2 separate regions of the Rattus norvegicus genome follow, and region 2 is linked to region 1. A link is a contact called in public Hi-C data. All regions are on one chromosome and are shown on one strand. Each heading gives the region's core, a stretch centred on a gene start, on an enhancer-like site or on the middle of the called end of the contact. The rest is flanking DNA. Distances are from core to core; before and after follow the strand shown. Region 1 overlaps LOC134486426 (a long non-coding RNA gene). Region 2 holds the start of Spred1 (sprouty-related, EVH1 domain containing 1).

Evidence for each region. Hi-C and Micro-C count contacts between places; a contact is called where the count stands out from the background.
Region 2: a Hi-C map of the A7r5 cell line shows a contact between it and region 1, with 2.2 times the contacts expected there. The contact joins the promoter of Spred1 here to the enhancer-like site in region 1. A contact is called at or near these places in 7 of 12 Hi-C or Micro-C datasets (the A7r5 cell line, the Rat2 cell line, Schwann cells and 4 more) and 1 of 1 datasets of contacts at active chromatin or transcription factors (oligodendrocytes).

What each region holds. Positions count from the first base shown.
Region 1 is chr3:124,276,921-124,281,618 of GRCr8, reverse strand. It overlaps LOC134486426 (a long non-coding RNA gene), which reads left to right. Exons shown (of 3, transcript XR_010065341.1): 1 at 1-117; 2 at 297-389. Among named protein-coding and RNA genes, the nearest start is that of Tmco5a, 92 kb to the right of the region's middle. Within about 2 kb of position 2,173, at least 54 of the 93 cell types and tissues checked have an H3K27ac peak or open chromatin away from gene starts, as enhancers often do. A contact at or near this core is called in the A7r5 cell line, where this site is marked.
Region 2 is chr3:124,434,612-124,439,309 of GRCr8, reverse strand. It overlaps Spred1 (sprouty-related, EVH1 domain containing 1), which reads right to left and starts at 2,080. Exons shown (of 7, transcript NM_001047089.2): 1 at 1,205-2,080. The coding sequence starts at 1,236.

The DNA.
Region 1 (4,698 bases), core at 924-3,423:
TAGCTCTGGCTACCGTGAATCATGTTTTACGTCAGTAAGGAGTATACCCCGTCCGTCGTTCATTCTTTAAGCATGCCATGGAGACAGGATGGTCAGTCAAAGTAATGGTTATGCATGGTAAGCATCACTGCTGCTTATATGCTTGTCTCCATGGTGATTGCTACCTGGGGCTTGGCTTATACTTCTGTTTGGTTATTTTTTTCTCTGAGGCTTGAAATATATGACTTTTTTTCTTTTCTTTTCTTTTCTTTTTTTTTCTTTCTTTCTTTTTTTTGTACACACACACCATAAGTCAGGAAGCAAATGAACATGGGATGGAAGAGGAGGAGGCCCTACCTCAAGCATCATTCCCGGCATCTCCAGGACAAACTTCCTGCTCAAGTAGCACGGTAAGAAATGCAGGCTCCTCCCCCTACCCCACCCTCACTGTTTCCACATACACACAGATCAAGCAATGGGTAATCTACTTTAAGAATGGGGGTTGGGGATTTAGCTCAGTGGTAGAGCGCTTGCCTAGCAAGAGCAAGGCCCTAGCAAGGCCCTGGGTTCGGTCCCCAGCTCCGGAAAAAAAAAAAAAAAAAAAGAATGGTGCCTCGGTGTTTCCGTATTTAGGGTATAGCTTGACCACTAGTATGGGGCTGTGCACAATAATTTCCCTTCTTATCCTGGGGTTTCATTTAACTGTCATTCTAGTCTGCATTTTGCCTTTGTAAGGACATCCTCTCTGACAGCTAAGATCCTCTCCTGATTTGATTCATTCTCTTTAACCTCGTAGACTCAACCAGCACAGCGTAAAGCTCCCCACAGGCCAGGCCCTACCTGGGCTAGAGCACAGGCCACACACTAGCATGAGAACAGTGCCCTTCACACAGACCTGGTGAATGCTCTCCAAATCATCCTGCTGCTTTCTGTCCTTCAGCTTGGTCATGAGCAGGCAGCGCGGTCTTAGCAAATGCTAACAATCCAGAGGAGATCGCTATAGTTGAAAGTCGAAAGCTGGTACACACCAGCAATCTTAGCACTTGGGAAATACGTCAAGAATTCAAGGGTTATCCTTAGCTACACAATGAGTTTGAGGCCAGCCCACGGGCACTCAGAAACTCTGTTTCCATTACTCTAAAAAGGTTAAACAATGTATTTATGGCCACTAATTAGAATCAGGATTGCTTCTCCAGTCTCTGTCCCTGAAAGATCCTTTAGGCAGGCATCTGAGGTTCTAAAGTCAGGGCAGCCTTCAGTGAAGTTAGGGAGACAGACACAAACTGCCTTTTCCAATCTGATAAGCTCACAGAAGTTCTGTTACACTTTGCCATTTTTTTCCTTTTCATTTTTGCAGGAATGAATTATTGGCTTTTTTTTTTTTTTTTTGAGCCTTGTAATTGGTCCATTAGCTAGAAAAATGCCCAGAAGACCTCTCTTCTATTTTCCAGCTGACCCGCGACCTTAATGAGGCTTCTCTAAAGGGTAGGATGGGGAGTTTTATTTGTCTTGTGTTTGGGGTTTAAAAAAAGAAAGAAAGAACGAACGAAAGAAAGAAAACAAAAAAAGGGAGGGGCTACCTCATTAAACAGTCTTTGGTCCCTAAAATAAACCCCACTCCCCCACCAGCAGTGCTATTTACTCAGTCTCTGGGCTACTAAGTGTAGGGGTGGTCCTTGTTGACTTAAATGAGTCCCTGCAGCTAGGTGGGGCTCTCTGGAGTCCTTAGTCATGTGAGGTTGCCAGGGTAACGTAACGTCTCAGGCGCTGGAATGCTTTAAGACGTACAAAGAGGAGACTACAGAGAGCATTACAACTTACAGTCATGTGTTCAATAACATGCCATCTTTCCGTAATGGGGCTTTTATTTTTACTTTATTTTGTGGGATTGAAAGATCAGAAGCCGGAAATTAGCTGGAAAGGATAAAGAAAAGGAGAATTTAAAGGGCCAGGCTGGGGGCGGGGTGTATTTCTGTTCCTTCTGTGGGTAATGGCTGAGCAAGGAGAACATCTGGCGCAGAGCAGGGCTCTCTGCAGTGCTGCTTTTAATTACCCGGTCATTTGGTCTCTTGCTAGATTAGTGACTATGGAAGCGGCTCAGATCTCCAAACTGACAGGCCTGGAGAGCTCTAACTTAGCCTGCCACATCGTCAGAGGGGAAATGCGGAGCTTCCGGTTTCATATTTAAACCAGAATTGACTCATAATTGTAGCTGTCAGGAGGGTGATGGAGACATTATGTAATCTGGTTCTTCTGCTGATATGTGTTTAAGGTTTCTGCTCTGTAAATTCCAGGGGAAATCTTGTGCCCATTGAGGGAGTTCTTGCTGACGGCTTGGTGGTGTGGCCAGGCAGGGTAAGGATAGTGTTATCAAAGGTTCCTAAGTCTGCCCGAGTCCAAACATGAATGAGTCTCCCCTCTAAATGCTCTTCCTGGTTTTCCGAAGACATTTAAATGTGGATGAGGTTAGGCAAAAATCTGGCAAACTTTGAAGACTCTGGTTTACTGGGAAATTTAATAATGGCAAGACATTCAAGTCTGTACCTCCCCCCTTTTTTTTTTCTGAGCCACATAGCTGCCTTTACTGCTTCCTGTCATTTCCAGACTCAGAGATCTGGAAGTGTCCACCAGATGCTTCTGGAAACAAAGCTCTGGGGCTGCGGATCATTTGTTGCCTTTCATTCCATTTGCTACTTGCTTCTCAGAGGCTCTGGGGCCTCTGGGGATGGATGCGCATTGATTGGAGGGAGCTAAGGGAGACTTGAGATGGGCCCAGCATTCACTACCACCAAAAACCCCAAACAATAAAAATAGAAAAGGAGAGTCAGAGGGGCCTGTTTAATGCGCTGCCAACATTTTTGCTAGGGGGAGACTTGTTTCCATTTGTTCTCAGTGCCCATGTGGAGGAAGAATTAATTGACAGAGCACCATGCTCACACTGCAAAAGTAATAACAAAGACTAAATCAAAATCTAAAAGGCAAGTAGAGTTGGCTATCTTGTTTCTGGAGACAAAAAGAGAGGTCAGGGATGAAGAGGACTAAGCCACTGACCTCCTCCTTAATTCTGTATACCTTTCCTCCTCCTCCTGGAGTGTTCCCCATTCCACTAGCACTTAGGGGCTCTCTGGCTTTTTATATTCATCAAAGATGACATTGATATGTTTAAAGTTATCAGCATCATAACTTGTCACCATCAGTGCCATATTGCTATCATCACTACCACTGTCATCACCATCACGAGCACTATCACTATTATCATCATCACTATAACCATCAACAGCACCATCACTATCATTACCACTGTCAACACCATCGCTATAACCGTTATCAGCACCATCACCATCATCAGCACCATCACCATTGTCACTATAACCGTCATCAGCACCATCACTGTCACCACCATCACTATAACCATCATCAGCACTATCACTGTCATCACCACCATCTCCATTGTCACTATAACCATCAATAGCACCATCACTATCATCACCATCACTATAACTATCAACAGCACCATCACTATCATCACCATCATTATAACTATCATCAGCACCATCACTATCATCACCATTGTCACCACCATCACAATAACCATCATCAGCACCATCACTATCATCACCATTGTCACCACCATCACTATAACCATCATCAGCACCATCACTATCATCACCATTGTCACCACCATCACTATAACCATCAACAGCACCATCACTATCATCACCATCATCACCATTGTCACTATAACCATCACAAGCACCATCACTATCATCACCATCATCACCATTGTCACTATAACCATCACAAGCACCATCACTATCATCATCACTATAACCATCACAGCACCATCACTATCACCATCACTATAACTATCATCAGCACCATCACTATCATCACCACCATCACCATTGTCACTATAATCATCATCAGCACCATCACTCTCATCATCATCATCATAACCATCAATAGCACCATCACTGTCACCATCCCTATAACTATCATCACACTATCACTATCATCACCACCATCACCATTGTCACTATAACTATCAACAGCACCATCACTGTCATCACCACTGTTACCACCATCACTATAACCATCATCAGCACCATCACTGTCATTGTCATCACCATTATCACCATTACCATTAGTAACATCATCAGCATCTTTACTGTAACAGACTGGAGCCACGTGGGCTCAGTTATACTTTCTGTGTCTCTGGGGGTAAAAAGAAGAGCAATCAGGATAGTTGGGTATTTTCTTATGAGCTTTGGAATGGGCAGTGTCCAACTTTGTAAGATGCAAGGCCAGTGCTTGTTTGTCCAGCCACCAATTTAGAGTTTTTACTTAAGTTCATCCCATGGAAGACACGACTTGTGTGATAAACTTCATTTGTCTTTCAACTTGTGTTCAAAGCGCTAAATACCCAGTTGATCAGGTAAAGTATTTTAATAAAAAATATATTTAAGACATTTATTTTATGTATTTTTATTTATACTATAGAAATACATATGTTCAGAAATAATTTAAACCTTTCCCTGTTCCTTCACAACCTCAGGCTGAGACATCTTTAGTAGGAAACATTGCAAATGTGACAACTTGATTTCTTCTCTCCCATGAGGCTAAATTTCTATATGAATATTATACAGTCACGGTAGCTGGTAACATCATCAGGTGACTGATGGATGATGCATGGATGGGTAATTTCATGAGCTGTCTAGC
Region 2 (4,698 bases), core at 831-3,330, 160 kb before region 1:
ATTATTTTTTTTATGAATGAAGTGTGCTATGCAAATGAGGGCGATTCACAAAAAGAGAGAACATGGCGGCCACTTCTGCTTCAGGCTGCACTGACTGCAGCAATCCACCTCCTTCCACACCCGCTCCTCACTCAGTTCGTGCTTTTCAGAAGGGGGGGGGGATGTTGCTCGGCATTTTTCTAGCTATTTTATGGTAAACGCTTCGGCACTGGCCTTTAAAGCCTACTCAAAAGGTCTGACTTGAGGAATGCACTTTATTTAAAGGAATGCATCCTAAGGACTAGTCTTCATTTAACTCTTCATAGTCCTCCAAAAACAAAACTTGAATTCAATTACAAAAAGAACAGACGCCAAAATTCGGCCCCAAATTAACTCTCTTCTCAACAGGAAACTTACAGCACCATTATTCCTCCAAGAGGCTGCTACACTAAAGCAAAATATTTAAAAGGCACGGTGATTCGTTTGGAAAACCTAAAGACAGTCCAAACAAGCAAAAACTTAAAAGTCACGGATGAAGCTCAGATGAAGTCACCAACGCGTTCGGCAATGTAAATCGTGCTTTATCACAAAAGGAAGCCGAACGCTAGCATTCAAAATTTTTAATTACTGTTCTTGATGAAGACCGGTTTAACACTCGCGAAGGTAAAAACACAATAGCTCAACATCACCCACACTCCAGGTGTCCTTAATCCTATTTAATTCTTAAAATGTTTCCCTAACCCTATCTTTTTACTAGACTAGTATAGGTCATAAGTTTAAAAAGTGGGGCGGGGGGCGAAGGCTTAGTCGGTATTTAAGAGTCACTGAGTCATCGAATTAGGATTCAAGAGCAGTTTGCGGCTGGAGGTGCTCCCACACATTAGTTTCCGAGCGAAATAGCTGTAAAGGCAGGGTGGCTGGATGTTCAAGGTGTTGGGGGGCTTAGGGGGGGTGATGCCGGAGTGAAGGGCAGGCAAAGGGTAGTTTCTACTCCACTTTGAGCTACCCACATTATTACTCGGTCTCGGAGACCTCCGACTGCTACGCCGCCTCTGCACTGCAGCCGATACCCTTCCCCAAGCAGAGAGGCGAAAATGCACGAATGGAAAGGGGTGCTGCCATTAAAGAAAATGGTCCGACACATCGGGCATCTATCACCTCCCGGGCGGGACGGGCTGGGGGAGGGGGCTGCCCACCCGGCTCAACCAGACCAGGGCTCACTTACTCGTTGTCAGAAGTCGCCGTCTCCTCGCTCATCTTTCCCTCACCGTGATCCGCTCAGGAGATGGAGGAGCAACAGCAGGCGGGGAAGCAGCGGCAGCGGTGGCACCGAGGGGCAGCGGGCGACGACGGCCGGCGGGGCGCGCGGGCAGCGGCTCGGGGGCCTCACCATGGTGGACGCCTCACCCGGAGCGGCGCCCTACGAGCTGGGCAGCCCGGCCACCCCCGCAGGGGGGCGGCGGCGGCGAGCGCGGCCGTGGCGACCCCAGCGGTTCGCCGCGCCGAGGTCGGGTGCGAAGCCGAGACGGTGCGGGCGACTGAGGGCGCTGAGGGAACTCGGTCGGTGGCTAAGGCGGTGCTGCTCTCAGGGGCGCGGCGACGGGCGGGCGGCGGGAGCCGGCTGGGGGCAGCCGAGCGCTGGCTGCGGGAGGCGGCGCGGTCCCGAGGTGCCGCGCACCATCTCCCGCCTGGCCGCCGGCTGCCCGCGCGGCGCGCCTGGTCGGCCCTCAGGGGCTCCCTCAGACGCGCTCCAGCTGGGGGCCGCAGACAGGGCGCGAGGCGAGTGTCGGAGCCCGAGGGCACAGTGCCGAGCAGCGGTGAGGAGGGCCGAGACCAGCGCAGCTCCGCTGCCCGCTCCTCACGCCCGCGAGAGGGGAGCCGCGAGGGGGGCGGCGGAAGCGCTCACGCCGCCCGCTCCTTCCGCCGCTCGAACCGGGGGCGCCCGCGGGAGAGGCAGGCGAAGTAGTCCCTCGCGATTTCTGGGGCGGCGGGGCTCGCGCGGGAGCAGGCGGGAGGACGTGGGGCACGGCTGCGAGCCGGAGGCGCGGGGCCTCTGAGGGGTGGGGGAGACCTGAAAGCCGCGGCCCGCAGTCGAATCACTGCAGCTCTAGATCGTGGGCAGCATAACAAGTTTCAGAAAAGTAGTTCCCTCCTCCCCTCGCTTCCCAAATCGTCGGGCAGCGGGAGCGGGGCGAGGAGGGTGGCGGAGGGATATGTCGCTGCACTGCATCGCGCGCGTGTGCGTGCGCGCGCTCCAAACTCTTGGCACGCCGCGGAAAGGGGGCGGGGGTGGGAGCTGTGAGCCGAGCTGCTCCGGGACTGGCATTGTTGCGACGCGCAACTCCCCGTTACTCGGCCTGGAATATCCGGGTTGCCCGGACGAGCAGGCAAGCACACCGTGTGCTGGGGAAAGAAATCAGAAGGCCACTCCGTTCTGTTCAGTCCGCGTGCACGCGCGCGCGTGTGTTGTGTTTTTCTTGCAAAGAATGGAACTGGCATGAGTTCATCTCTTAGTGGGGGTTACAGGCCAGGACTGCAAAGCGAGCTCCTCCTGCTGTCCCTCATGTTGCATTGCTGCAGTCCCCTTGCTGCTTGCACAAGGGTAGGAGTAGTGTGTGTGTGTGTGTGTGTGTGTGTGTGTGTGTGTGTGTGTGTGTGTGTAGAAAGAGTTGGTTTCAATACCTCGCAGCCCGATTCTCACTGCGCAAACAGCATGCAAGGCTGGGCATTCATCTCTGAAAGCTCGAGTGCTTGTTAATGGAGAACGGCTTCCATTGAAGCCCGGGGTAGGCGGGTTACGTGAATCTGGCGCATCCAGCAGCACAGGAAATAACTCCCGCTGCGAGCGAGGTTGCATAACTATAGCGCAGGAGAAGCCTGTGTGGCACGAACTTTGGTGAACGGAGGCGGAACGGTTGTTGGATAGGCAGCTGTCACGTTTGCATTGTCAGAGGACAATGTATGCAATCATCCCCAAAGGTCTTTTTTGCACAAGAACCTTCTAAGGTTGAGGGCTGAAGCCTGGGATCTTTGTGACCGGAGGGCTAGGAACTCCTAGCTCTATAAATTCTATTATCTCTTCTCTATCTACGAAGTCGCCTAAAGACAAGATGGCCTGGGGGACTGACTCTCCCTAGCGCTCCCAAGGTGCTGTGGTGTCTCCCCAGGCGGTTCTTCGCTAGGCTTTTCACTTTGTTCTCAAGTTTACTTAACCTCCAGGGAAGGAAGCTTGCCGCTCCAGTCACCAGGAGAGATAGAACAGTTCCAGGGGAAGAAGTGGAGAGGGCCTCCTAAGGAAACCATCACTCCTCAGCCACGGGTTTCCAGGAAGCTTCAGAATTGCTGCTCTCGGAATGAGTACACACTAATGTGTTAACAGTACTGTGCACATAAGAGTGCCTAATGTATGTTTGAGGAAGGAATAAGGGCGCCAACCCAGCCAGCCGTGCACCAAAAACCCATTCCTTGGATCACTGAGGTTTCTTTATATAACTGCCTTCCGGCCACGTCTGCAGGATTGTTCATCTTTAGAGCAAGTGGGGATGGGAAAGAGGAGTGAGTAAGCGGAGCCTGGGAAGAGATCTCTACCCCTACCATTTTGAACTTGATCTTATGATGTGCAGAATCTGAACCCCAGAGTGTTGATGCTAGTCTGTTCTCCAGGTACTGTACTGCCACTAACTGGCTTTACCCACTCTGGTTTAAATCAATCTGGGCCAGACTGTCACAGGCCTATGATTCCAGCTAATGTGGAGGCTGAGATAGAAGGGTTGTGAGTTCAAGGTCTGCCTGCCTGGGTTACACAGCCAGATCTGCCTGGGTTACACAGCCAGTTCAAGGCTAACTTCCTTAACTTAGCAAGACCCTGTCTCAAAATAAAAATGTTTAATGAAAAAGGAGCCAAAGGTCTAGCCTTGTAGTGGGATGTCTGGGGGTGGGGAAAGGCATGAGATTCTGGGCTAAATCCCCAGTACTGAGGTGGGAGAGGAGAGCTTAAGTCAAGTCTAAGTCACCCATAGACTGATCTTAAGCAAGTCACTTAAACTCCGTCTAGTTTATGGGGCTAATGGTATCTATTTCACAGAGCTTTCATGTGGATTAATGGGCTGGCAACACAAATAAAGCACTTAGAACAAATTCCAAGGTGAGAGTATGTCCGGTTCTCGCTATAATTTTGTAAAACAGAAGTTGTAAAGCCCATGTCAAAGTGATGGCATGTGAAGGTTAATTGTAAAGCACTCAGCATTGTTCAGTGATTCAACAAATAACCATCTGTCGTCTTCTGTGTACCCCAGTAGACACATGGCCTGGCCCTCGGTAAGCCATCAACAATGATAACCATCATAGTGTGATTAAGGACAAAGTTGGCCATTTGCAAAGGCAGCTTTCTCTTGTGAGGAGACACAGCTGTCTGAGGCTCCTGCATAGCCCAGAAGTCATCACAACTGACTTTTGGGTAAGATGAGAAAACTGTCTTTGTTTATCATACACCAAGCAATGTGCTGTGTACACACACACACACACACACACACACACACACACACACACACACACAGAGGGGGAGACTCTGGTCAACAGCCAAAATTAATGCCTAATGCCTATTGTTGCTGGGAATTGAACTCAGGACCTTTGGAAGAGCACTCAGTGCCCTTAACCTCTGAGCCATCTCTTCAGCCCCTTACTTACTTTTAATATTATATATTGCCCACTCAAGTTTAA